Linked DNA regions of Mus musculus: regions 1, 2, 3, 4, 5 and 7 are each linked to region 6. A link is a contact called in public promoter capture Hi-C data. All regions are on one chromosome and are shown on one strand. Each heading gives the region's core, a stretch centred on a gene start, on an enhancer-like site or on the middle of the called end of the contact. The rest is flanking DNA. Distances are from core to core; before and after follow the strand shown.

Evidence for each region. Promoter capture Hi-C pulls out the DNA fragments that hold promoters and counts their contacts.
Region 1: a contact with region 6 is called in a promoter capture Hi-C map of hippocampal neurons, with 3 times the contacts expected there. The contact joins the enhancer-like site here to the promoter of Impa1 in region 6. A contact is called at or near these places in 6 of 39 promoter capture datasets (3T3-L1-derived adipocytes, cranial neural crest, frontonasal cranial neural crest and 3 more) and 2 of 484 Hi-C or Micro-C datasets (cerebral cortex and cortical neurons).
Region 2: a contact with region 6 is called in a promoter capture Hi-C map of second pharyngeal arch cranial neural crest. The contact joins the promoter of E2f5 here to the promoter of Impa1 in region 6. A contact is called at or near these places in 6 of 39 promoter capture datasets (cranial neural crest, frontonasal cranial neural crest, hippocampal neurons and 3 more).
Region 3: a contact with region 6 is called in a promoter capture Hi-C map of cranial neural crest. The contact joins the promoter of Car3 here to the promoter of Impa1 in region 6. A contact is called at or near these places in 3 of 39 promoter capture datasets (cranial neural crest, frontonasal cranial neural crest and maxillary cranial neural crest) and 1 of 484 Hi-C or Micro-C datasets (cerebellum).
Region 4: a contact with region 6 is called in a promoter capture Hi-C map of hippocampal neurons, with 4 times the contacts expected there. The contact joins the promoter of 4930539N22Rik here to the promoter of Impa1 in region 6. A contact is called at or near these places in 2 of 39 promoter capture datasets (cranial neural crest and hippocampal neurons).
Region 5: a contact with region 6 is called in a promoter capture Hi-C map of hippocampal neurons, with 4 times the contacts expected there. The contact joins the promoter of Lrrcc1 here to the promoter of Impa1 in region 6. A contact is called at or near these places in 5 of 39 promoter capture datasets (cranial neural crest, frontonasal cranial neural crest, hippocampal neurons and 2 more).
Region 7: a promoter capture Hi-C map of second pharyngeal arch cranial neural crest shows a contact between it and region 6. The contact joins the promoter of Ralyl here to the promoter of Impa1 in region 6. A contact is called at or near these places in 4 of 39 promoter capture datasets (cranial neural crest, hippocampal neurons, maxillary cranial neural crest and 1 more).

What each region holds. Positions count from the first base shown.
Region 1 is chr3:13,864,096-13,868,013 of GRCm38.p6, forward strand. All of the region lies in intron 2 of Ralyl (RALY RNA binding protein-like), which reads left to right. Among named protein-coding and RNA genes, the nearest start is that of Gm41998, 68 kb to the right of the region's middle. Within about 2 kb of position 1,971, at least 7 of the 459 cell types and tissues checked have an H3K27ac peak or open chromatin away from gene starts, as enhancers often do. A contact at or near this core is called in hippocampal neurons, where this site is marked.
Region 2 is chr3:14,577,335-14,580,868 of GRCm38.p6, forward strand. It overlaps E2f5 (E2F transcription factor 5), which reads left to right and starts at 1,337. Exons shown (of 8, transcript NM_007892.2): 1 at 1,337-1,689. The coding sequence starts at 1,486.
Region 3 is chr3:14,862,140-14,866,098 of GRCm38.p6, forward strand. It overlaps Car3 (carbonic anhydrase 3), which reads left to right and starts at 1,399. Exons shown (of 7, transcript NM_007606.3): 1 at 1,399-1,466; 2 at 2,111-2,308. The coding sequence starts at 1,433. Gm41999 (predicted gene, 41999) reads right to left here and starts at 1,926. Exons shown (of 4, transcript NR_168331.1): 1 at 1,640-1,926.
Region 4 is chr3:13,650,916-13,654,487 of GRCm38.p6, forward strand. 4930539N22Rik (RIKEN cDNA 4930539N22 gene) reads right to left here and starts at 1,950. Exons shown (of 4, transcript NR_040598.1): 1 at 1,915-1,950. All of the region lies in intron 1 of Ralyl (RALY RNA binding protein-like), which reads left to right.
Region 5 is chr3:14,531,787-14,535,443 of GRCm38.p6, forward strand. It overlaps Lrrcc1 (leucine rich repeat and coiled-coil domain containing 1), which reads left to right and starts at 2,002. Exons shown (of 19, transcript NM_001163579.1): 1 at 2,002-2,236. The coding sequence starts at 2,148.
Region 6 is chr3:10,329,738-10,333,507 of GRCm38.p6, forward strand. Impa1 (inositol (myo)-1(or 4)-monophosphatase 1) reads right to left here and starts at 1,702. Exons shown (of 9, transcript NM_018864.6): 1 at 1,585-1,702. Slc10a5 (solute carrier family 10 (sodium/bile acid cotransporter family), member 5) reads right to left here. Exons shown (of 1, transcript NM_001010834.2): 1 at 1,997-3,770.
Region 7 is chr3:13,469,136-13,472,954 of GRCm38.p6, forward strand. Ralyl (RALY RNA binding protein-like) reads left to right here and starts at 2,520. Exons shown (of 9, transcript NM_001357033.1): 1 at 2,520-3,657. Gm2464 (a long non-coding RNA gene) reads right to left here and starts at 2,694. Exons shown (of 2, transcript XR_003954437.1): 1 at 2,262-2,694; 2 at 1,304-1,747.

The DNA.
Region 1 (3,918 bases), core at 721-3,220, 3.5 Mb after region 6:
AAACAACAAAATGTGTGTATAATCTACTGATGCTGCTCTCGTCTTCTTGCTCTTGAGCTGTTCTCAGTCTGGCCTTTTATACTAATTGACTGATTAATTTCCTTTGTGTTACATAATGGTATTGATTTAAATAATGGAATTTCCCAGGATTTTTTTCTTTTCCTTTTACATTGTCTTTTATATTCAATTTTCTAGCATTTTAGCTCCAAAATAGCTTGTTCATTTCCTTGTCAACATAACCATGCAGTTCCACAGTAAAATCACCTTCACTGTATAGCATAGGATTTAAATATTAAACCTGTACTTTGGGGCTTTCCTATTGAACTCTGTATAAATGACACCCAACAACCACTCAACTTCAAAACGTTCAGTATTTGCCATTTTTTGTGCTCATTTGCCCTAGTCAGGTATCTAATTTCAGACATCTCCACACTTTTCGTTTTTCTTTCTGGAAGGATGAAATTTTTTTTGTGGTCTGTAATAACCCTGAGTCTGATTTTTTCCTTCCTTGTAGCACTGCAGGCTCTTAATAGATCTCTATACCTCAATTCCTTGCAATGAATTGCCTCATGCCATTTGATTCTCCTACATGGTTATCTATGGTGTTTCTCTAACAGTAACACTTCGATGCCACTTGTCCAGGAAGATTGTTTCAGAATTTTCCAGAGCTTTTTAGATTTAATGACAACTTTCAATAGGACATTTGTACAGTTCAACTTCGTTATCAAATGTATTCTTTCTCTAAGTACCCCCAAATCTTCTTTTATTTACATTTATCTGGTGAAGAGATAGCAATTGAACATATGATGTGTGTAAAAAATCAGGCTAATAATTTTGGATTATCAGCATCACACTTGCCTGTTCATACAGTCAGGGGAGGCAATAGATAGACAGATAGATAGATAGATAGATAGATAGATAGATAGATAGATAGATAGATAGATAGATAGATATCTTACATAATTTTCCCTTTTCCATCTTTCCCTCAACCCTTCCATGTGCTCTCTCAAAATCATGGTATATTTTTCTTCAATTATTATTGTGTTACATATATTTATAAGTGCATAAATATATAAATTAAGCCTGATCATTTATGCAGTGTTGCTTGTATGCATATGATTTAAAGGTTGATCACTCAGATTGAAAACATTTTAAATATCTCATCCCTATGAATGGCTAACTCTCCTCATCATCAGTCCTCAGTTGCCCTTATTTCTTTGTCTCTGAGTGGGGCTACTTAAGATTCCTAGCAAATGAACATCATTTCAAAGAGATACAGTCTCACAGCATACTTCCTGGTCCTCTAAATCTTATATTATCTTCTGCATCTTCCAAGATGTATCCTAAGCCTGCCTTCCTTCCTTCCTTCTTTCCTTCCTTCCTTCCTTCCTTCCTTCCTTCCTTCCTTCCTTCCTTCCTTCCTTCCTTCCTTTCCCTTACCTCCCTCCTTCACTTCCTCCCTCTGTCTGTCCTTCCCTTCTTCGTTTTAACTTTTTAATAAAAGTGTTAACCTCTACCTGGACTTTTCTACTTATTTGGTTATAATTTATGAACATAAAATAAATAACTGAATAACACTTTGGAAACAAGGAATTAAATGAAGAAGTTACTCAACTTCTTCCTCCTTTAAGGGTTTTTTTTTTTTTTTTTTATCAATTGGAAATGAGATGAACGATTCTACTTTTGTAAATGAGCTTCTCCTAATGGTTTTACAACTGTCATTAAAGCTGCTCAGATAACTAAAGATAGTGATTCTATGCCTTGTTTACAATAACATTTTATTTTAAGTTGCTTGAAAATAAGATGTCATTGATATCATGTGGCTTATAAGCAGCCAATGCAGGATCTCTATTTTCGGCATTCTTATATTTACTTTAATTGATCCTGAGTCTTGTCTATATATGCAACACACAGCAGGTAGCACATGACATCAGTAGATCCAAGATTATTCCTGATGCAACTGTGAGGTTTGCGTGAAATACACCGATGGCCATCTGTATGCCTACGGCCAAAAATAGACTCTTCCCTCACAGCTGCTGCCTTCGGAGCCAGTTTTTCTTAGAAATATTGCTACTTACTTCTAATTTGCATATCGGAATTTAAAAAAATTATCCAAATATATTGTAAATATAGAAAGGTGTTCCACGTACTTTATGAAATTATTCTCTCTAAAGTTGTAATATAATATATCTTAATGGTGTTGTTTCCCCACTATTCTTTTTCCCTATCTTAGCTTCATATCGATTTGAAATCCATCGATGTGTCACATTTAGGATTTGTTACCCAGGGAAACTTAACTGTCAGACTCCCTGTTCTCTTTTAAGTGATGAAGAATGCTCTGTAGTTTTTACTTATTATTTGTGATAGATGAAGTGACACAGTGAGGGAGTGCCAGAAGGCCAGAGGGGAATCTCTGCAAAGCACTTTGGTGCCATCGTGTGGTGAAACTGAGATATTGGACATGACAGTGGGTCTTTGGCTTGTCTCTTCTTTTTGCACACAGGTTTTGTTACATTGCCTTTCTAAAACCCACTATGCTTGGTGTGTGATTTCTTAAGAATAAAGTAAATATGAGACATTTATGTGAAGATACTTTAATTTTCAACCAAAGTTCAATTATTCACCCTCACTTTTCTCCTCCCTTTCTCCTGTTCCTTCTCCATTCTTTCCTTTCTAATGGGAAATAGGAGAATAAGAACAAATGTGTAAGACTTTCAGTGACTGGATTCTGTGAGCTAAACCATTAATTTTATCAGAATTTTTATATAAAGCATAACTGCAGGCCTGGGTACATCTCTAAGTATACAGGCATCATTGCTTTATATTTATTTATAACATGAATGAGTCTCTTAGGGAAATTTTATAGAAATTCACAAAAATGTTACTTTAATCCTCTATAAATCCTCTGTGAGCCTGTGAACACATAGTTACTACTTTGCACCCTAGTCATTGTATTTGTCAGCATCAGGAACAACATGACCATCATCATTATCACCATCATCATAATCATCACTGTATGCATATTATGTGTTCTTACTCCTTCAATAATATCCTGCTCATCCCTTTCTCTCTCCCTCCTTCCCTCCCTTTCTCTCTCCCTCTCTTCCTACCTCCCTCTATCCCTCCTTCCTTCCCACTCATGGAAAAATGCTCTGTGAATCATTTGCTGTCTGTAATTTGCCTGCTTCTCATATCTATCAACTTACAGCCCTGTGCAGACTACCACATATAACTATTTGTGTTCACCTGAGCTCTGCTCATCTTTCATATATTTTTAAACTATATTGTGCAGAATTTTGCCTGAAGTCTCAGCTTTGTTCTTTGCTATTCTCCCAGTTTCATTGTTCCAAGTCAAAGTTTGTCATGTTGGAGGCATGCTCTGAAGTTCTCAGGTTACAGACAAACCTATTCTCCATCTCAAAAGTGTTCGTTCAACTGGTATTAACCTAAAACACAAGTTCTACATTGCAGAGGAACATGCCCCTGAATTGGCTTCATACTTAAGACTGCCATCTGTAGGATTTATGGACAAGCATGTACTCCTTAAACAAGCCAACCTCACATGGGCATCTCTTCCCCACATATCGCTCAGCACACATCTGTCCCAGGTTAGCCCACATCTGGTTTGTTTCCTGGTCTGTGTCATATTCAGCTTGTATTTACTTTCCTAGTCCCAGAATACTTTTGTACTCCCTTACATATAAAATAACTCTGCTTTGTTATTTTTTAAAGCTTGTCTTTTACCAAAATTCCTCTGGTAAATTGACCATCAGTGGAATTTATTAACTTTCTCCACTATAGACAGAGAATAAACAATCACCTAGCTATTTGAGAAAGAATATGCTATATTTACTACTGACATTGCTCTTGTGAATAACCTCTAGATTTATTGCTTGATTGCTTGTATCTCCAGTCATA
Region 2 (3,534 bases), core at 87-2,586, 4.2 Mb after region 6:
AAACTGGAAACAACCTACATTCCCTCAATCGAACAATGGATTTAAAGATAAAATAAGTGGTACATTATCACAATGGAGTATTACTCGGTTGTTTAAAAAAAAAAATGACATCATGAAATATACTGGCAAATTGATGGAACTCAAAAACCTCATCCTGAGTGAAGTAACCCAAACTCAGAAAGATGAACATGGTACATACTCACTTATAAGTGGATCTTAGCTGTAAAGTAAACATAATGCTACAATCCCCAGACCCAGAAAGACTAAGTAACAAGACAGGCTAAAGAGGGTATCTCTCTGGAAAGGGTCAGTGGAATAGAATCTGCAGGTGGATTGGGGGGGCAGACGGGGATTTTAAGTGTTGCAGCTCTGAAGGAAAATGCTTCCCCTACAGAAGTTTTGCTCCAGACGCCTGGAAAAATTTTGGTTTAAAATTGTTTTCAGGATTTACTAGTTAATGCTGTCAGTTTCTCCTCGCGTTTTGTTTTTTTGTTTTTTTTTTTCCCTACTGTTAATTTGGGCATTCTTGCATGAAGGATATGTCTTCATTAATTCCTGCCAAATGATGTTTTTAGTCACCTACTACTTGTTAAGTGTGAAGGATATTCAACAGGTGCGAATACCAAGTTGTTTAAGATCTTGGGTTTTTTTTTGTTTTTGTTTTTTGTTTTTTGTAAACTTTTATTTATTTACATTCCAAATGTTACCCCCCCTTCCAGGTAGCCCCTCCAAAAGTTCTTCATCCCATACCCCCTTCCCTTTGCCTCTGAGAGGTTGCTCCCCACACTACCCCGACCCATCTTACCCACCCAAGGTGTTGAAGATTTTAATCCTGAGTCTCAAGTTTGCAAATAAAAAATGTGGGAGCACATTTCCTCCTCTTATATCTGTGATCTTACTATCGAGCCATAGTTTACGATGTCAATAAGTCAAAAGATGCTGCGATTGTCTCAATAATAGAATTATTGGGGAGCAAAAGAGTATAATTTTGTAAAGAACACTAAAGGCAGGTAAGGAAAGAGCTGGGGGTCTACTTCCTTCACCGTCAAGGCTCAGGTGCTTCTGTTTGCAGAAAAGGCTTTGGAAAAGACTGAAGGTCAGAGTCCCAAAACCTTCCGGGACGCGGCGTTCTCCTATTTACGCGAAGATGAGCCTTACAATACTTGCACCTGATCAGGGATGAGCGCTCCAGGCCGACCAAAAGCACGCTCCGCCTGAGGGAACCCGACTGCCCCGCCCCTCCGCGGAGAGTGCGTTACTAGGCAACGCCGCGCGGCGTCACTTCCTGCCATTTAAACTCGGGCCCACCCTCGCGGCGCTGGCCGCTCGTGTGAATCCGCGCGCTCTGTGGTGCCGTGCGCGAGCCGCGCGGCTCCGGGGACTGGTGGACGCGGGGCGCGCCGTGGGCGGGGAGCGGAGTCCGCGCACCTCCTCTGCCGGTGGCGGAGCGGCTCCTCGCCAGAGGACAGCAGGGCCGCGGCGGTGATGGCGGCGGCGGAGCCCACGAGCTCTGCTCAGCCCACGCCGCAGGCCCAGGCTCAGCCGCCGCCGCATGGGGCGCCATCCTCGCAGCCGTCCGCGGCGCTCGCGGGGGGCAGCAGCCGGCACGAGAAGAGCCTGGGCTTGCTTACCACCAAATTCGTGTCGTTGCTGCAGGAGGCGCAGGACGGCGTCCTGGATCTCAAAGCGGTGAGCGGGGATGGGGAGGGCGAGGCCCGCCCGAGGGTGCTGGGTCCACCACCCCCACTGCGCCGAGACTCCGGACCCGGAGGGGCCGGGATGGATGCGGGGGCCCCACCGACCGGCCACCGCGCGGCCCTGGCCACAAAGGAGCACCCGGAGCGAGCGCCCAGGAATTCGCGCTCTGCTCTGGACTCGCTTAAGGACCGACCGCTCTGCAGAACTTCATTCCTGTTTTGAAGAACTTTCATGCCAGTTCTTCGGAATGAAAGAGGAAAAGAGAAAACTTTCCACACCTCCTCTAAAGTAGTAGTTTTTAGAAGGGGACATTCTTCATCGAGAATTAAGAATTGGGAAGTAAGATTGGATTTGTTGGCTTAATTTAGAATCTTTCTACTTTCTAGACCTGAGATTTGCGGTCACACAGAGAGGGGTCATTTTGTGCCGTTCAGACTAAGTGGTGAAATTACTTAGTAAGCTTTATCTGGTTTTATAAGGATGTTTGCTTCGTTCTTTGCTATGGTTCGGATTTTTTTCAAACAACAACGTCCATTTAAAGCAGTTCAGTCATAGTGATTTAACCGTTCCTGGCAAAACTTGGAAGGATTCCACAACGCAGGGAAAGGGGAACAGTATGGGATCGTGCGAATTAAAATTCAGCTAGTACAAGGAGGTTCAGAAAGAGCCAATACTTCAAAAATAAACAAAATTGCTAGTTTACAGTCACAGCGAATAGCCTCTTATGACTCCTCACAGCTCCTGGCTTGAAGCTATTACCATCCTCAAGACCGTGGGTGGCCAAGGCATAGGAAATAGGAGTCTTAACAGGAGAAGCCTGCCTTCCAGAACTCTGCTGAGTGTCCTGTCCTGGCCCAGTGGGAGGCGCTGGCTTGTTGGCACTTGGATTCCCCCCTTTTCCTGGGTGTAGATGCCAGTTAGTGTCGGTTCATATTTGGAAATGTTACTCCTGGGACCTTTTTCCACTTTTATTCCCCCCACCCTACCCTCACCTCTTCTTTCCCTCCTCTAATGGGCATCTACAGTACTCAAATTGTATTGAATTCAAATGGTACGGTTTCCAGTTTCACTGGCGTTAATGAGGTCAGCAGAGAAACACCTGATGCTACAAAACACCCATTGAAATCTGCTGTTTAAAGTTAAATTCACCTGTAGTGGATGACTACATTAAAAAATTCAGAGAATTTCGGGGCTTTCCGGGTAAACGTGGGATTTGATGGTTTGTCCTGAAATATGCTCAAACCTCGGAAAATGATTTCTAGATTTAGTTGTTTGACTTACTTAACATGTATGACAGCAGGTTCTGGCATTGAATAGCAGAAGTCTGATATTCAAAAGTCTTTCTGTTATCTGGATCTATCCTAAAGATTCAAAGACTTCTGTAGTAATAAATAATTACTTAAAATAATAAGTAATGACTTACAGAGACCTGTATACCTTTCTTTTGGCTAGGTAGAAAAACATTTTACTTATGCATACTTTTTATGTTTATGAATACATATAAAACCATATGTATAAAAATGGCTTACACTGAAGTATTTATCCCTCGTGATGCTTCTTATAGTACATCATCGTGAGATATTAAGATATTCTAATAATACATGTTAAAAGATAGTCCTATTTACAATAAATTTCTAAGTGGAAATTTTAAAACGTGCACTTTATTTTTATAATAGAATCCTTCATTTTTGTGAAAATCATAAATATAGAAATATATTTTTTTCATTAAATACCCTGAGTGGTCATTAAATATTCACGACTGTAGAGGATAAGCCTAATATTCCCATCCAAATGTGTGCCCGACACACTAAACTTAGGTAAGTCCTGGCTTAGGTC
Region 3 (3,959 bases), core at 149-2,648, 4.5 Mb after region 6:
TGGTCAGCCATTCCACATACCTAGCTGATGAGCTCTCGTTGCCATGATGAGAGATTTCCTTCTCAGGTTTTGTTACCCACGAGGAAAAGCAAAATGAAAACGTCATTTTTATAAAAGTAAAAGTTATAAGAAAATGCTTGCAGAGATCTTGTTCAAGACATTTCCAAGATACGGTGTATCTTTCTGGTCTCAAGATATTCTTGCCCAAACAAGATTTTTTTTTTCATAATAGATACATAGAATTGCAAACATCTATTATACCGGCTTCTTTCATGTGAGCCATAACCAGATATTTCTAATTATACCTTTGTCATGCACAAGTGGGATATGCCAGTTTTAGTCTCTGTTTATGTGGTTTATTGCATTACAAAACACATTAAAACTGAGAGAAAAGACACGAGCTCCCCCCCCCCGCCCCGCCCCGCGCAGCCGGCTCCCAAACCGATTTCATAGACCTTTTCCTTTTTTTCCTTGTCTCTAATTATGTCTTAGAAAGTGAAAATTTTATGTAGTGTACTCATTTTTGACTGTACCCTTTCAACTTCGGGTATCCTTGGTGCCCTGAGATGAACAGAGCAAAGCTCTGTGGCTCTGTCCCAGACTGCTGCTGACTGAGGCTAGGGTGCAGAGTCCCTCCCTGGCCAGGGATCCAGTGCTGTGCTCCTGAGTCGTACTAGACAAACTAAGCTAGACTGGTGTGACGCCTAAGCAGTCTACCTTACAGACTCATCCCTTAAGGATACCGGGACTGGAAAGCGGGCACTCCCAGACTCCTCCTCATCTCTATTCCCAGAATTTTACAGGTTTTCCGTAGGAGAATCACGCACTAGTCAGAGGATCAGAGGAGTTCTTTCCGTCCTAACCGGATTCCTGCAGGGAAAGGAACCCCAGCATCCGGAGACTGCAGCGGGTCCTCCATTCTGAGTTAAAAGTCTTCTGAGAGAGGCTGCAAGAGCCGCGGGTGCAACTTTTAGTTGCTAAGTAACACCAGACTGCAGCATGAGCCGGCTGCTCCTCCAGACCCCCAAGTGCAGGAAAACTGGAGGGAACCAGCCAAAGCGGGAGATCTTAGAAAGCTCAGCTGCTTGGTAGCCTGCAAAGTGAACAAAGGAAGGAGCCAGGGCTCTTGCAGAGCCAAGAAAGGGGGGGCTCTGTCCCCCTCCGTTCCCCCTCCGCGCCTCCTCCCTGCCCCCTCCTGCTACCCTCTCACCCGGACAGCTGTCCAGCTCTTGTAATTCATTGGCTTCTCCCGCCCCCGGCCTTCTGAGTACCACCCCAATCCAGTTTAGCCCCCTGCCTCACCGCTGACCTAATAAGGTCATGCACACTGCAGGAGATCTATATAAAAGAGCGAACTCTTGGAGACCTTGCCGGACAACAGGAGCAAGAAAGAGCAGGAGCTGTCCAGCGCTGAGAAACACGAAAGGTGACCATGGCTAAGGAGTGGGGCTACGCCAGCCACAATGGTGAGTGGGGCCAGGACACAACAGGGTGTATCTGCATTGCACAGGTGTGCAGGGAGGAATCCTTAAGAACTAGCATATAGTGAAAACTTTCTGGTGTTCCATGCTGCTGGTCTTTAACACGACTCACTGTTTTCCTTTCCACGGAGGAACCTGAAGCTCAGAGACATACTCACTATAACTAGCTTAAGGTCCGATGATGTGTCTGAGAAGTCACTCAGCCAGAAGTCAGGTCCAGTTGAATTTTTTCTGTGAAACTGAGAAGTGAGCCTCTTTGAGCTTGGGGTCCGGTAACAATATTTGCTTTGACCAAGTCAGCCTTGGGAAAAAGAAGAAAATATCCCTTCCAAGCTGCAAAGTACTCCAAAAAATATATGATCGATCTGTGGTTCATTTCAAAGATAAGCTTTTCTGGCTACATGGTTCTCAAGCCAGGGGAGGGAATGTGGAGATTGGAACGCTCTTTGAGCATAGGTAAGCAAGCTTCTAAATAGGTTTGAAATCAAAGTGCTGTGTTGCTCAATCTGAACCAGAGACCTTTCTGCAGTCACTCTTTGGCTTCTGTACACTTTGCTGGCACAGTTCACTAAATAGAGGCCTTGAGCTGTACTATTAAATGAATAAATTCTCTTCCATTTACTTCCTAGGTCCTGATCACTGGCATGAACTTTATCCAATTGCCAAAGGGGACAACCAGTCACCCATTGAACTGCATACTAAAGACATCAAGCATGACCCCTCTCTGCAGCCCTGGTCAGCATCTTATGACCCTGGCTCTGCTAAGACCATCCTGAACAATGGGAAGACCTGCAGAGTTGTGTTTGATGATACTTATGACAGGTCTAGTAAGTATAGCCCTTCGGCAGGGTCACGTGAGTGTGTTCAGTATCTAATGGCAAGACGCAATTTGTGACACGGTAACAGAATTATGGGAAGCGGGAGAAGTTTATCCCTGAAATGGAGATGACTTTAGACTTGGCTTTAGTTGTGGAGAACTATATTCACACAATGAAGAGGAATGTCACACCCTCTCGTTGCTGCAAAATGGCCATATGCCCAAGCTAAAAGTTAGCAAAACACTCCAGAGACAGAGTGTGGATCCCCAGGGGAGGACAGAGAGTCCACATGGGCTTTCTGACCACCGAGAGACAACGTTTTTATGGTTCCTGGTGATATGGAGAACAGATTCAACCATGATGAAAGAAATAAAATGGGTCCTCTCTTTCCTCGCGGATGGAAGGAGGCTAATTAATGTGAAAAGGCAGGGTCACTGTGTGAGTTAAAGAGGCCTGGTTTCAGGAAGTATCTTTGTGGTGAGTGTTTCTGATGTATATGACCACTTTTTCTTGGATCAATGTTAGTGTGGAATTGAAGCATTCATGGGAGGTTTTATTTTTTTAACCTACATTAGTAACTGATCTGTGAAATAAAATAAGATGAATTTGAAATACTTTGAATATTTGAATACTAATTTCAGGTAATTTGAAATTTCAGAAAGGCTTGGTGGCTCATACCTGCAATCCCAATACTCAAGAGGCAGGGGTAAGAGGACTGCCATAAATATGCAGCGACCTTTGAGTTTCTAATGTGTTCCAAGCCAGCTTGGGCTATAGAGTGAAACTCTGTCTCCAAAAAAAAAAAAAAAAAAAAAAAAAAAACAAGCATTACTTTGTTGCAAATAAATCTAAGTGAGAATTAGTCTTTAGTAAGTAAGAATGCAATTTTCTAGAACCACATTCTTCATTAAACTAAAAATATCCTTTGTTGATTAAACAAGAATGGCCATTCTGGTGATGTCATAAGAAATAATGATAGAGTGACAGACAACTCCTCCCTTCCAAGGTAAGAGGAGAGCAAAAACTTACTACTTCCTGAGCTATCGTTACATGTTACCCTTTCCCAGTTTTTCTTTGACTTAAAAGCTGAAGTATCATTTAGAACAAAAACCAAAAAACAAAAATAAAAGTATAACAAGAAAAATAACAAAATAAAAGTATCACTCACCAAGCCGAAACACATGAAATAGCATTTTTAAAAGAAAAATAGTTGAATGTTAGAGATTTAATGATTAGAAAACTAATAGGTTAATAATAAATAATTAACAATGAACTAAGCTAATAATTACTAATAAATGAATAGTATTTAGTAAATACATTAGACTCATATCCAAATCATAGCTATTCCCACTGATTGAACAGGAAACTACAAAAAAAAAAAAAAATCAAACTACTTCCCTTCCATATGATCAAGCTGGTTCAAGCCTAAAATTACTGCTTAAGTCTGCACTGTGGGGTTTCCTGTCTCACTGAAAGAAGACGAGCCTTTCTAAAACAGCTGCCGTACAATGCAATTTGCATTGGGTGTACCTTGTTATATCTTGATTTTAGAGTTTCTGTACTGTTTTCATCATCCTTGGGAAGATATCTGCACCTTTAAATTACTCTCTAGGCAGAAGGAATTGAGACCAGATTACATGAGAGATTAAGATAAGTGCTG
Region 4 (3,572 bases), core at 700-3,199, 3.3 Mb after region 6:
CAGTTTCATCTATCCAGAAATATCTTATTTGTTTCCTCCATCTATTTTCTTATCTTTGACTATCACTCCAGCCAGTTCAACAGGATATTACATACTTTCTTATAACAGTTGAAGTAGGAAAAGAAACCACTGATTTAGACTGAGATATTCATTATTGTATTAATATTCATGGGGCTGTAGGAGATTTTGAACAGAGATGATTAAAAGTGCAGGAAGAATTGTATAAAACTCATAACGTAAAGAGTCTAGAGAGGAGAATGTGAGGAAGTTCTCTGAGAAGTGGTGAGCTCTTTTGCTGTTGTTGAGCAAGCACAAGATACATCATTGAAGAGCAGGGCAAAGAGCAAATAAAGAAAAAATGACTTGGACCCATGTGAGAAACAGCAGCCTATGAGGATAGATTTTTGCTGAGGAGCACAAATCCAAATCCACTCTTTGCCTCTCAATGTGTTAGATCCAGTGATTCTAGGCATTGAAAATAAAGAAGGAAGGAAGGAAGGAAGGGATAGAGGGAGGGAGGGAGGGAGGGAGGGAGGGAGGGAGGGAGGGAGGGAGGGAGGGAGGGAGGGAGGGAGGAAGAGGTACTGGACTCGCACAGGGATTTACTGCTGCACCTGCCTTTGCACAGCTTTTATTTTTCACCTCCCTAAATCTGAGATTTGGACTGGGATGAGAACAGAACAAACACCAGCAGGGTCCTGAGGTCCTTCTTTCCATGGAGAACCACATTCAAGAGCCATGTTTCCTACTCTGTTATATAGATTTGGGGAGGTTTTGCTGGTGGAGTCTTCAGCTTTAAAAACAGAAATTTGTAATACCACTCTCTTAGCTCTTTAAGAGTTCAGGATAGGCATACATACAGAGAAATACTTTGCTTTGTGTAAAAGTTTCAGTATTTTAATGAAGTTGCATATAGTATGTTATTTGTTATAACTTTGTTGGAGGTATCTATATCAATGCATTTTCTTTATTTTTAACTCATGTAAGACAATCTGCTGAAAGAATGCCATTAAAATAAAAAGTGCATCTATTTCTTGAAATTAACTAAAATGTCTAGCAGCTAAATAAATTAGAAGATAAAATGACTGATTTCAGACCCCTGGACAAGGGATTGATGCACATATTTTGCATATCAAAACAGACCTGGCCTTCAGGTTCTCCCAGCATCTCTCAGTCCCTATCTGGCTTACCCTGTCTTCAACCCTGGTCTTTAAAGCTCAGGAGCTGAGCTGCCCTTCACCCAGTGGCATTTCCCTATATAATTCAGTGCTCTCTCTCTTTTCTCTCTCTCTCTCTCTCTCTCTCTCTCTCTCTCTCTCTCTCTCTCTCTCTCTCTCTCTCTCTTTCTCTCTCTCTCTCCATTCCTCGTCCTCCTCATCCTCCTCGTCCTCCTTGTCCTCGTCTCGTCGCCCTCATTGTCGTCGTCCTCCTCCTCCTCCTCCTCTTCTTTTTCTTCTTCTCCTCCCCCTCCCCCTCCCCCTCCCCCTCCTCCTCCTCCCCCCCCTCCTCCTCCTACCCCCTCCTCCTCCTCCTCCTCCTTCTTCTTTTTCTTCTTCTTTTCTCTCTGTGTATGTCCTTTCTCTCTTTCTCTCTCCCTTTTCTACTACTCCTTACCCTATTGATGACTCCCATAGCCTCAATCCTTGGTACCAGTGATCCAAACACAGAGCAAAACTACCTGACAATCATGATGGCTAGGTTGTCTATTCTCTGCAGGATGTCTTAGGTTATCTCTGTGTACTTTGATCCTGCTATTGTAGTCAAGCTGGCTGATGCTAAGGGTGGTTGTCATAAGATGTTTGCTCAAGCAGACCTTGTGGTTCCTGCAGATTTCACCAGAAGTGCACTTTTTAAAATACTAACTTGCTCACCAGTATGAAAATTCCCCAAGCTTCCTGTAACCACAATAAATACCTTGACCCTCTAGACTCAGGCTCTCTGACCAGCTGCAACAGGGCCAGAGAGAGACCTTGTTCTCAAGCTTATAATAAAAGAATCTTGTGTGTTTGCATCACAATTGGCTTCCAAGTTCTTCAGGGTTCTGTGACTTGAGCATAACAATTTCTTGGTTTTGTTCTAAAGTTTTCAGATGAGCTAAAGTTATTAATATGAGAACCACCTTCATTGTGTTACATAAGTTTGGATATGTTTTCTATTCATTTAATTTAAAAAGTCTTTAATTTCTTTCTTCCTTAATTTCTGTCTTGGCCTATTTTTTATTTGGTAGAGAATTGTTCAGATTCTATGAGTGTGTAAACTTTTGATTGTTCCTATTGTTGATATCTAGCGTTAATCTATGATGTTCAGATAGGATGCAGGGCTTTCTTTCTTCTTGCTTTCTTTCCTTGCTTGGTTGGTTGGTGGTTGGTTGGTTGGTTGGTTGGTTGGTTGGTTGGTTGGTTGGTTGGTTTTGTTCAGTTTGAGTTCCTGGCTTGCTCTTCTCCACCATATGGCCCAGCATATTTTATTCCCCCCTCTCCTTCAAACCCACTCACTTGGAAAGCCTCTACTCTGACAAGGTGCCAGAAGCACATATGCACATTCATAAAAGATGCCCCAACCCCCTCTCCTGAAGTTACCATTTATCTAAACCCCCACTCAAGTAGATAAAATGCTACCACATCATAGTCTGCCTGAGACTTTTTCCTCTCAGGTGAAGATGCTCAAGAGTCCACTTCCAGATTAACATGCCTTTTTATCTTTTAATTCAGCTGAAATTATTTATTTCTTCTGCAAAGGAAAGTTGCCAGGTTTTTTTTTTATTTGTTACTTTCTGTTGTGACTTATTGGTGTGTAAGAGTTTATGGTCAGTTTTGGAGAAAGGTCCATGAGGTGCTGAGAGTTATAGTCTTTGTGGTTTGGGAAAATTGATAGGATATTTCTATCAAAAATGTCAAACATGGTTGATGAGAGCTTTATATCTAGATCTGCAGGCAGCAGGTAGAAAAAGAGTAGTGGGGACTGGTTTGGGTTTTTGAAACCCCAAAGCCCACCCCCAGTGACACACTTACTCCAAAAATGACACAACTACCCTAACAAAGCCACACCTTCCACTGCCAGTCCCAGAGCATTCAAATATATGAGCCTATTGGACCCTTTCATATTCAAACCGTCTCAGCCACCATGCCCAGGAGTACTGCGATTTTAAGGGTGATAAAGCAGAAAAGGTACCTGACGCATGTATGATGCTTTGTAATTGCTTGTTGTGTAGCAAAGAAATGAAACTGTAAGTCAGTGAATGAATCACCATTGCCCGTGGATTATTTACTGTTTCCTCCAGTCAATAGGAAATCCTTCACTAGTCACTGTGTGGAATAAATAGCTGTTTGGATTTCTGAGGCATATAGGTGTGCGATACATTTTATATTTTATGTAAGCTTGCATCAATCTTTTCTTACATATTGCAGACATAAATTTTTTACTTATGTATTCAAGTGATGTCATTCTCATCTCTTCTAAGACTCTATTTGTTTTCCTTTCCCAATGTATTAGTGATCTATAACTCAGTTCCCATCTGTAGCTTGGAAGAGATTTATTGTGCAACATAATAAAGTTGATGTTGGCCATAAAAG
Region 5 (3,657 bases), core at 752-3,251, 4.2 Mb after region 6:
CATAACCTCTGTGCGTTCCCCTTTCACTCACACACACACATTTCCACACACATCTCACATTCTCCCCTCACTCATTCCCCTTTCACTCACACACACACACTCTCCACACACATCTCACACACACATCACATGCACTCTTCTTTCACACACACACACACACACACACACACACACACACACACACACATTTTCACACACATTTCGAATTCTTTCCTCACTCACTCTTCACATGTTCTGCTCATGGCTCTCTTGCCTTTCTCTTGCCCTAGTCTTTTATTGATACTCCAAAAGCAGATAGAAAAAAAGACATTGTATAATCATTGTCAAATCAAATTCATAAGAATAACCACACCCACAAAGAATCAAGAATTACAATTGTTCCCCAAAGTTTCAAGCGTTCCCTATTCCCAGGCCTGTAGCCAAAATAACAATAATTGTAAACTTATCATTATTTAACCTTTAATCTTTGAATTATTATACTTCAGAGCTCAGAGCTATGAGGCCAGCTACTTGCATTTTCTTGTGACGCTCTAATGATAAATGACATGGGCAAAGCTGCCAGGCAGTGGCCAGAAAGAATCAAGTTAACCCTTAACTCAATAGTTCTGCTAGCTTTCTGCTTTTGCACATTGCACACAATGGCTTTCCTAAGAGTCCCAGTGTTTTGACTTAGGTTTACGAATATATAATTTTATGTATCTTTACTTTCTTATTCAGAAACCACTCTTAAATGTTGTGCAAAATTTATTTCATAATTTCAAAAAAACTATTCCTTTCTTGGGATACCAATGTTGGCTCTAATTCATTTTCTAATAATTTCTTCAAACTTTCTTTGCAAGTCAAGCATTAATCTGGAACTATCATTGTTCAGTTATTATATTGTTTTCAAGATGAGAACACACAGCAGGCACCATTAGGACTGTGCTGTGCTGTGTCCCTATGCCTCAATTTTTAACTGTTTAAGAATCAAGGAACGTCTAGTTTCACAGAATTCACCAGAGCAGAAGGGAGAAAGAAATAAGAAAGTCAGATATAATAGAATAATTATGCCCACCAAGACCAACTGAAAGACAGGCACCCACAAATGAATTCTATACAGCTGTTATTCAGGGATAAGATTAGAAGTGGGAACGACTGTTTTCTACAAAGAGCTGCAGTGGGCTACTGAGATGTCTCCATCCTGGCCTACTGCGGGCAGTCGCTGTCATGGTATGCTGTCCCCAACAAGTTATTTATGTGGTAGCCAGGAAAACTGTATTTTGGTGGCTGTCTCCTTATCTTTGCAATGCCTTTGTGTGGCGGCTACACATCCTTGAGGCTGTAGATAGGTTGTCCCCACTGTATAAAAAACTAAAACATCAGGATATTTTCCCACACGTGTGCACTAACAAAGGTGTACAAACTCTTTGGCATCGTTAGAATATCTTTTTCAACATAGTCTGAACATCCCCTACCATTTTGTGAGATTTTCTGAAGAACTGTGGAAATAAGGTCCCTGAAAGGAGATCAGTCTATCAGTTGGGAGGGAAAGGGGGTCAACTTATGTCATGACTGTCATCACCTACCAAAGAAAAATTTTATACCACAATGGAAAAACCATTGTCTCACCAACTCTACCTTGAAACAGCCCAGTGAAGTATCTTTGGAGTGTTTGCTTTTGCAGAGGCATTGAAGAGTGTCTCTTGAGCGAATTCTTTAAAAAGCTGAACATTTTTTTCTCATCACAGGGAGACCAGCATACATAAATAAAGGCATTGCACAAATACTTAAGGATTTAACAGGAGTTCAGTGACCAAAAACGGGGAACATTACTATGTCTGCAAGATCACGTCACGAAGTATAAAAGCAAACTATTGAGAAAAACGCCTCCATATGGCAGTGGGCTATAAATAATGTTCAGTAGCCCACTCATTCCAAACCAACAAATGGAAAGGCTTTACTTTAAAGGCAGATGCCGTAAAAGTCAAGCCCTCTTTGAGCGGCGCCGTTGTCCTGCTTTGCGGCCGCGCAGGGCGGGGAAAGTGCGGCAGGCGGTTAGAGTCCTCGCCCCGCCCCTTGCTCACTCCCCGCTCCCGCTTTTGGAGGCGTGAGCAAGCTGGGACCCAGCGCTGGGCGCCGGTTAACACCCACTCCCCGTCGCGGGTACCATGGAGGCGGCGGTGTGTAGCGAAATCGAACGGGAGGATGGCGACAGCAGCTGCGGGGATGTGTGTTTCATGGACAAAGGCCTGCACAGGTAGCTGCCGCCACCCGGTTGGACCTCGGGTTGGCTGGCTTCGGAGAGCCGGGCTTGTGCAGGAAGCGGGTTCCTCCCCATCCTCCCAGCACAGTCTGGGGCTCCTCTCTGTCCCCCAGCATAGCCCGGGGTTTCTCTGTGTTCCCCCTGCACGGCCCGGGGCTTCTCTTACTCCTCCCAGCATTGCCCTGGCTTCCTCCCTGCCAAGCCCTGAATCCCTCCTGGCTCACTCAGCTGAGCTCAGGGTTCTTCCGCATCCTCTCCACAGATCCCGGGGTTCCTTTCTCTCCACCACCCAGCGCAACCTGCGGTTCTTTCTTACGGACCTGCTGAGCCCAAGCTTCCTCTTTCCCCTCTCCTCGCCCCCACTTTCGCACCCCCTAGCTGTTGCTCTTCCTGGTCTCCTTCCAGGAGCCTGAGAAGTGGGGCAAGCAGCAAGGCAAGCCTTCTCTACTCCCTGCTTACATCTCTTGCCTCAGTTCTCACCCGTTTTTAAGTTCTTTTGCATAAGACACAATCAGAGACATATCCATACAGTTGTTGAAAGTACCAAATATAACTCTTACTGACCCTGTTTTATGTTACTGAGACTGCTCAGTGGTTTTTCAGGCCCCTGGATTTTCCATACTCTGTGAGCCTTACCAGTTCAACCTAGACCCTCTCTTGTTTTTCACTGGCCAGTTAGCTATTTCTGAGATCCAGGCATTTCTGTTACAATATTCTCTGTCTTTGTTGAGGTGCCTGCTCTACTCCATCAGAACCGTGGTATTTATAATATAATGAAAACAATTTAGTCTCAGGCCTGATCTAAGGGTTGCCAACGAAGAGGTTTTTTCAAAAGAATGCTTACATTTATATTTAATAATGGTTATCGCTTTGAGGATGATGTCTATGTGAATGTTATATGTGTTATTACTAATCACCACAGCAATTATGCAGGGTCGTTTTTGTTTTGTTTTGTTTTGTTTTTCTTCTTCTAGTAAGCAATGACTCTGGGAATTTATATTTTAGATACATTATATAACTTGACAGTGTAACTAGTGAGCAAGTAAATTCAACAGTATTGATTTCTGATAGGTCAGAAAACAGATTGCTATTAAGAGCATATAATAGCACAAAATTTGTCCCTAAATAATTCTGTAATTGCCAGATAATCAGCAAATACTTCAGACACCTTTAGAAATTGGTGTTTTGAGGTTTGCAACTGTTTCCTTGCTGCCAATAAGTAGGTTTCCTGCAACTTTATACTAGCTAGCATAAAAATCTACCACAGATGCCCTTGACATTGTGTGTGCTATTCTGAACTACTTTTAGCATCTCTGAGCAGTGCACTGTAGTTCCATGGAAATACCATTCTACTCGGCATGCTCAATTTATAAGTGGTAGTAGTGGGAGTAAAGAGATGATTTCAGTTTAGAGAA
Region 6 (3,770 bases), core at 452-2,951:
ACGTATGCTCAATTCTGATGGGAAAGTTCCCTGCTTTCCCTTACCACGTTTGAGAGAAGAAAACTCTATGTCTAAAAGCAAAGGTGCCATTTGCCTCCTAGACTTCAGGCAGGGGAAATGTGAGCAAGTGACTTGACAGCTTTCTGCTGACCTCTCCAGACTCACCCCAGGCTTGACCGCACTAACACTAACGTGGGCCCCTAGCCCAGGGAAGCATGGAAGTGCTCATGCCCAGGAAAGGTGGCCGCTCTGCCTGCTTCCCAGGACAAGTCACACCCTGTGCTTCCCCTGTAAGAGCGTCAGGTACACGGAGAAGCGCAGGGACACAGAGCAGACAGACACAACCAGATGCTGCTGGCTACGGCTTCACCTTCCTTCTTATTGATATAAGGTGGGCTTCAAGCTTTGAGCATCCTCGCTTAGTCTTCAGAATGCTGGTGGGATTACAGACATTTGCCCTCACGCCTAAGCGCCTTTTCCTGTGATCCAAGCGTCCAAGCAAGCATATAAAAGGCGCTTTGAGTTATAGAATAAACTCCTTACAGCTCTTCAAGAATGCTTTCCAAACTTGGTCACACTTGTTCTTACTGCTCTCTTCTATTCTGTCACAACTGGACATTCTTGGGCTGGGCTTGCCTCCTCACCACTTGCTTCCTCAAGCCACTCACACTTTACCTTGTGACAACATGAACAGAACACCTCCTGACTCCCCAGGACTGTTTCAAAAGCCATCCATCGAATCTTCAACCCAACAGATATCAAGCAATAGACAGTTGCAGAAAAACTGCTGTTGCTATGCAACATTTGGTCATTTATAATGCATGCTACATCTTCTTAATCAGTTCTAATATTCCTTGAGGAAAGGAGGCTGATAAATAAAAATTTCTGAGGTGCCCTAAAATGTAGAGGTCCAGAAGAGGGAAGACACAAGGGAAGTTAATTAGGTAACAGTTCTCTGGGGTTTGTTCTGGCTTTGTGGAGCATGGTGGGGGGCAAGAATAGAGACTTTAAAAGCCTGTGCCTTGAAATTCAATTATAGCGTTAGCTCATCAGAGGCACTTTTTTAGCTTTGTTGCTGGTAGTTTACAAAATGTGCCCCAAGTCTTGGTCCATTTCCTAGCTGATATATATTAATGGCTCAATAAACCCTTTTATTTCAAAGACCTTTGCTTCAAGACTTGTTTTCACGGGGGTCATATTCTATCACCCTCACTTTGGGAACAAAATCATACAGACTTAAAATTGTTTCTATCCTATACAGGCCCCGCTCCCGACGCAGGACATCACCGGACCTGGTCTTGTTCACCCCTAATCCTGTAAATTCGTGAGCCAGGGAACTTGCCGTGTAGAGCCCTGAGGGCTTGGGCAGAGCCGGGCTCATTCTGCGACACAGAACCTCAGAGATCGAGGACCGCCTGGCGAACCCGCTCGGCTGTTTCCGGAGCGCTACGGAGAGCACCGCCGGGAGGAGGGCCCGGCAGGCGCCCCGGCCCAGCATGGGGAGAGCTTGTCTGCAGCCCGCACAACCCCCCGCCTCGGCCACCGAATAACGCTGCACGGAAGCCAGGGACAGAACCGACTCACCTCGCGCGAGCGCACCGCGATCGATGCTCAACCGCCGGCGTCCGAGGGCTCGGTTCTTCGGCTCTTCCGGAGGTAACGGGGATTGCTCCGACAGGAAGTCCCGCCCCATTAAAACCCCGCCTTCACGTCTTCGCTCAGACTGGAGGTGTAAGCCGGGCCGAATTTGCCTTTGTAAGGGCTGGTCCGGTTGAAGTTACCGTGTTCTGGCATTCTCCTGCATACCCTTTCTTCTCTAAGAATCCCGTTTTCAAATCTCCACTTTTGTCTTTATTAGTTTATTTTTTTATTAGTTTATATCATATATGTTATATATTAGTGAAATTAAATATATATAATATATTATATATTATATATTAAATTATATATAAATTATATTAGTTAAATTTCTTTATTAGTTTATATTTTCCCATTTCCCATTCTGCTCTTCGGCTACAGCTAAATTGGAGTTGTGACTGTCATTGGGCACTCTCATTTGTTAAACCTGTAAGCCTAAAGGAGATTTTTATTTTTATTTTTTGCACCAACTCTCTTCTCCATAATTCACTTAGATACAGGTTGTTTGTTGTGGACTTGACGGCGGCAGGCAGTTGCTCTCCGCACCTGCAGCCCTCAATACTAAGGACCATAGGCTTTGTAAATACTATACAAGCACCCTGTCTTTGAGCCGCTTTCAAAGGCGTCGATTTTTAGCAGTGTTCCATTATGTAGCATAGGTTGGCTTCTGAAGTCTTTGAGCATCCTGCCTCCACTTTCGGGCTACAGGCACCTGCCACCACACCAGACAGCACTTGTGCTCTTACGTGCTTAAACATAAGTGTTAGAACGGTTTCATGAAGAGTCCCTGCACAATACAGATGAGGAAAACAAAGCTTGGAGAAGTCAGGGGATTTGTCCCAAACTCACACAACAAGAGCATAGCACCCTGACTCCAAAATCCGCAGAGAATCTTCATGGCTCAACCACTTGCTCTGGATGACCAACAAAGGCTAGTTTATGGTTCTTAAAATGTTTCCTCACGTGGAACAGTACCATGGTAAGTATGTTACTTTTAAGTGGAACTCTATCCAGATGACCTACCCACAAGATGACCACAATGCCCTGGCATAATTACTTGTGAAGTGATTGGTTCTCAGGAATCAAAACAAGAAATTATCAACAACATGTAACATGTCTCAGAGATGAGTGGCAGGGACAGCAAATCGGATTGATAAACCCACAAAGACAAAATGAGTCTACTCTTCTGAAGCCTGCTGCCTTAAGACACTGATGTGGGTGTCTATCACATACTCATGGTTTTTTGCTCTTCCACAAAAGACCTTCAAGAGCTTGGTTTTGGGGTCCTCTATTATCAGTTGTTTGAAAATAAAAATCTTATCAAATGCATGCTGTATGAGTGAAAGAGCCTCCCCTGACATTGCAAAGCAGGACAGATGAGGGACCAGGTATCAGATGTCTTTACATTAAATGATCGCTAGCTTCCTCCATCAGATGAGCAGGACTCCATGGGGCTCATTGCAGCCTCTGCTGCTTCTTCCTTGCTACAGTCAGGTAACTCAGCACAATCCATTCTCCTGCCAAGTGCCTGCTGAAAGCCAAGCGCACAAAGGAGTCTGATGTTCTGATTCCGTTATAGCAGCACTGACTGCAGGCTGGTGTCACACAATACAGAACCCTGTTGCTGAGTGTGTGGAGGTGGCTCTGATGTCTATAGAGACCTCCATACATGACAAGAAGAAAACTCTAAGCACACACAAACATGTACACTCACATGACTGCACACACACACACACACACACACACATACACTGGGGTGGGAGGGGTTCTGTTCTAGTCACTTAAGCAAATGCTAAAACTTATGTGGTGTCCCAAAGTTCACTGGAGAATTATTGACTGAGATTAAAATGGTGGAGTCTCCATAAGCCAGGTGAGCTACTCAGGAGTAGAGTCTATCTCCATGTTATTCAATATGGTTTCATGATTGATGGAACATAGGTAGGAGCTGCAAACACTGATCAAAATAAGCTAACATTCTCTGTAGTGTTAACAGGTTCCAGATCATTAGAATATATATTATTATCATCATAGAATTGTTATTCTATGCATAGTGGAGTGGACTTATCATTCCTCAGAGCTACAAACTTAAAACTAAAATCAAAATTTAAAACCTGGCCCATCAATACTTTCTG
Region 7 (3,819 bases), core at 1,270-3,769, 3.1 Mb after region 6:
CTTAGTTAGTTCCACAATATTCTTAGAATATGCTGAATTTAAGAAAAACAGGTTTCTGTTAAGAGGTATCAACAACAGCAATTGAGAATTCACTTCTTTCATGTAGCATTTGAAGTACCTTATCCTACCTGTAAGACCAGATTTAAGTCTGGCCCAACAACATCTCTCTTGTGCAATAGCAATAGAATCTTTCACAAATGACTTAAACTCTGGTTTTGTTTTCCTAAATATTTAAAATGAGGATAATAATGCTTTTGTCACAGAGCTCTATAAGAATTAAATGATAATCTTGGCTTTTTAAATGCTGTTCCTTTGATCTGAATTTTTTTAATCCTGTTTTTAATGTGGTGGTGAAACCTAAAAGAGGGAGAATGCCATCTTGGAAGTAAAGAGGAGTGGAATATTTTAAGCACTGGGCTGCAATTATGTAAGTAATGGAAGAAATGCAAGGAGGATATTGATGGCTTGCTTTTCCTCAGCAGAGCTGCATTAAACATAAAGGGGAGTCATTTTATTGAATAATAAAAGACTGACAATCACTGTGATTGGCTGGTGGCCATTACTGCAGTGCAATTCTAAACAGCTTGTTTTTCAAAGTTCTTCTTGAATAACTCTCTAAACCCAGACATTGCCTGGCCTGATATGAAGCTCCAAAACTCATTCTTAAAGTGAAGTTGCTCACAGTCCAACATCTCTGTAAATGATGGAAAAGATGTTCATTGGAACTGACTTCTCTTTAATGTATTTTGATCTGGATATTCTTATGGAAGATGTAACAAACTCGGGTTTAAGTAGCATAATTCATGAGACATGAAAGAAAAGGGCCATGTTTGGAGGGATCTATTAAAAATCAAAATAAAACAAAAATGAAGATCAAGAAGGTCTTATCACAACCCACATTTTCTCTGAGTTATCCAGAGGAAAAGTCAGCAGCTTCTCAACAGAACTTAAGGCTCCTGGTGTTCTGGACTCCACTTTGATGCACCCATCTGTCTCTATCAGTATTTCACATCCTATCTGGGAAGTGTGTATAATAAGTGAGTTTAGTTGGCAATTTTCCAAGACACATATTTAATGATTTTTCAGGGCTATTTTAAATATCTCTTATCTAAATTGTGACTTAGTACTTTATTTGATCAATGAGTTTTGCCAAGAATGTTGTAGAAGCATTTGCTTTTGGAGCCCTCCGTAATGAATGCATACTTCAATGTTGAAACTATCCAGGTTAGACTCCATCCAAAGCAGAGATTTTATTTTCAACGTGGACGATGGAAAGAGTGGCATAAAGATCAGAGTAGCAACATGAGAGACAACAAACTGTATTTATTTTTTATTTTATAATACAGACGTTGGCAACTAATTTAGTGCAAACCACATTCAAAGCAATACAGAGAAACGGGTTTGATAGAATAGTTTATGAAAGATGAAGAAAAATTAATTCATTGCAGAGCCCAGAAAGCTGATTCTGCAACAGGCAGCAGTAGAAGAATCCCAAAGCAGTCAGTGATTGGCTGATGGCATCTTTGTTCCAGGGACAGGCATCCCTCAGCAGATGCTTGGTGAACTCCTTGTTTCTTCCACCTTCCAAAGCACTGCTCAGCCGCCTGGCTTGTAGCTGATCTTTGGCAGCCTTCTAGTGAGTGGTGCACATCTCCCCCTCTCGACCGTCGCCAGGTGCCTGCTGCCGGGCAAACACTCACACAATGGACTCACTTGTCTGCCTCGATCCTCTCCTTGGACTTGCAGCCTGAGAAAACAACTTGCAAGAGTGAGAAGGACCCTGCCTGGAGCTTGGACTACAGAGCCTTCCAGACAGGTCAAAGCTGGTGCTCAAGCAGACAAAACAAACAATGCCTGGCCCAGGAAAGAATAAATTATCCACGTTCACAACCCCGCCCAGCATCATGCAACAAGCAAACGAAAATCTGGGATGGGATTTTTCCAAATAAAAGATTTTTTAAAATCTTTTGAATGGGGGAACACCCCAAGACAGCCAAAAAAAGAAAAAAAGGATTAATGTTGGCTTTGCAGTGACAACGCCCCCCCCCCCAAAAAAAAAAAAAAAAAAAAAACGCACTGCACGAATCCAGGTTCTCAGAGAACCACAAGGTGGAAAACGGACCTGGGGGAGGAAGTGACATGGGCAAAGCAATCTAGAAGAAATGGGAGCCCCAAGATCAAATGAATAAAATGATTGAGTTAAACCGGGTTTAAAGAGTGAAACTTGGGGAGAGGGACAAGAGCTCTCTGCAGGAAACTACCTGGAGATGAAAACCGAATAATAAGGAAGTGGCAAGCGGCAACTTTGCAGTGGGCAGCAAGTTGTGTGCCCTCTGATGCCTCCGCTGAACATCCCTGAGCTGTTCTTCTTTGGCGGAGCGCCCGCAGCATCAGCACCAGCGGCAGTACCAGCAGCGGCAGAGGCGGCGGCGGCGGCGGCGGCGGCGGCAGCTGCGCGCCTCCGGCCCGCCCCGCGCGGTCCCCGCTAGCCCGCGCCCTGCCCGTCTGCGTGTGCGTGTGCGTGCGCTCAGCCCAGCGTGAGCGGCACCTGCTAGTCCGGGCTCGCCGAGGAGGCCGCCTCGCCGGGCTCTCACCGCCGCGCCCGCCCGAGCGGCTCAGAGGGCTTCGAGGGCTCCGAGGTCGCCCAGCAGCCGCGGTGGCCCCGCTGCCTGCAAGTCCGCCTGGCTCCGAGTCACGTGTCAGTGCCCGAGGCAGAGACTGAGAAAAAAACGCGCTTCATTCCTTCTTCCACCGCCATACTGTATTTTCCTAAATCTCATTTTTATTCCAACATTTTACTCCCGCTCGGTGAGTACCTACTCAGTGGCATTCTTGTCCTATTCTTTTTTTTTTCCTTTTTTTTGTTTTTGTTTTTGTTTTTTTTTTTTCTTCTTCTTCTTCTTCTTTTTCTTCCCACTTCTTTGATTATTGTTTGTATTTGGGAAAGCTGACGAGCATAGTCTTAAGCCTTTTCCTCAATCAAGTTTTCCTAGCATGCGATGGTTCTCTAGACAAGGCGCTGTGTCTGGGAGTCCGCGGCAGCGGTGCTCTCTGCGAGCGGCTCCCAAGTCCAGCAAAATGTGCAACTGGTTTTATGGAAAAAGCGTTGTGAAGTATGGTGCCTATTTTTTTCCCTTTGTAAAGATAAGAAAGCATGTTTCTAACTCTTTTTTACGTACTCTTTTTCCGATTGCATTTTTGTGTAGGTGGGATTTTCCAGCAGTGTTCACAAGTTTGTCGTCTTGCAATTCGATTCGCACCACTGAGCAAAGACATTAATTTTGCATTTTTATGACCTTTTTGGAAGCCTGTGAGAAATATTTCGTTTTTTCCCCTCCTGTTTTTGATATCAGTTGATAACATGAAACTTTTCTTGCAGCTAGTTAAAGGGATTATTTTTAAGCAGTTGCTTTTTTTCCTCCTTTACATTAACTATTACTTTTGCATATTTGACTTTTTTATTTAAAAAACCCGAGATAATTTTATGATAGATATCCTGATATCTATATTATCCCTTCTTCCTCCTTCTCCCCTCCCCGTAAATCAATTTTCAAATGATGGCAGTGGAAGGTTTTTCTGGAAAAAAAAATGAAGTGCGGTTTGGTTTCCTTGTCAACGGAGGATGAAGTGAACAGCACAACAGCTCGCAGAGAGCAGGTACTTGGCCCCCTCGGTGGCGTTCCCCGGGTGTGTGATGGCAACGCTGGCCAAGAAGTCTGTGTGCGCGCGTGTGTGCGTGTGCGAGGGTGTGTGCGCGTGTGCGCGCCGGTTCTGGGCTGTGTCCGAGCCCGCAATGGGGAAAGCCGCGCCGGAAGCCAG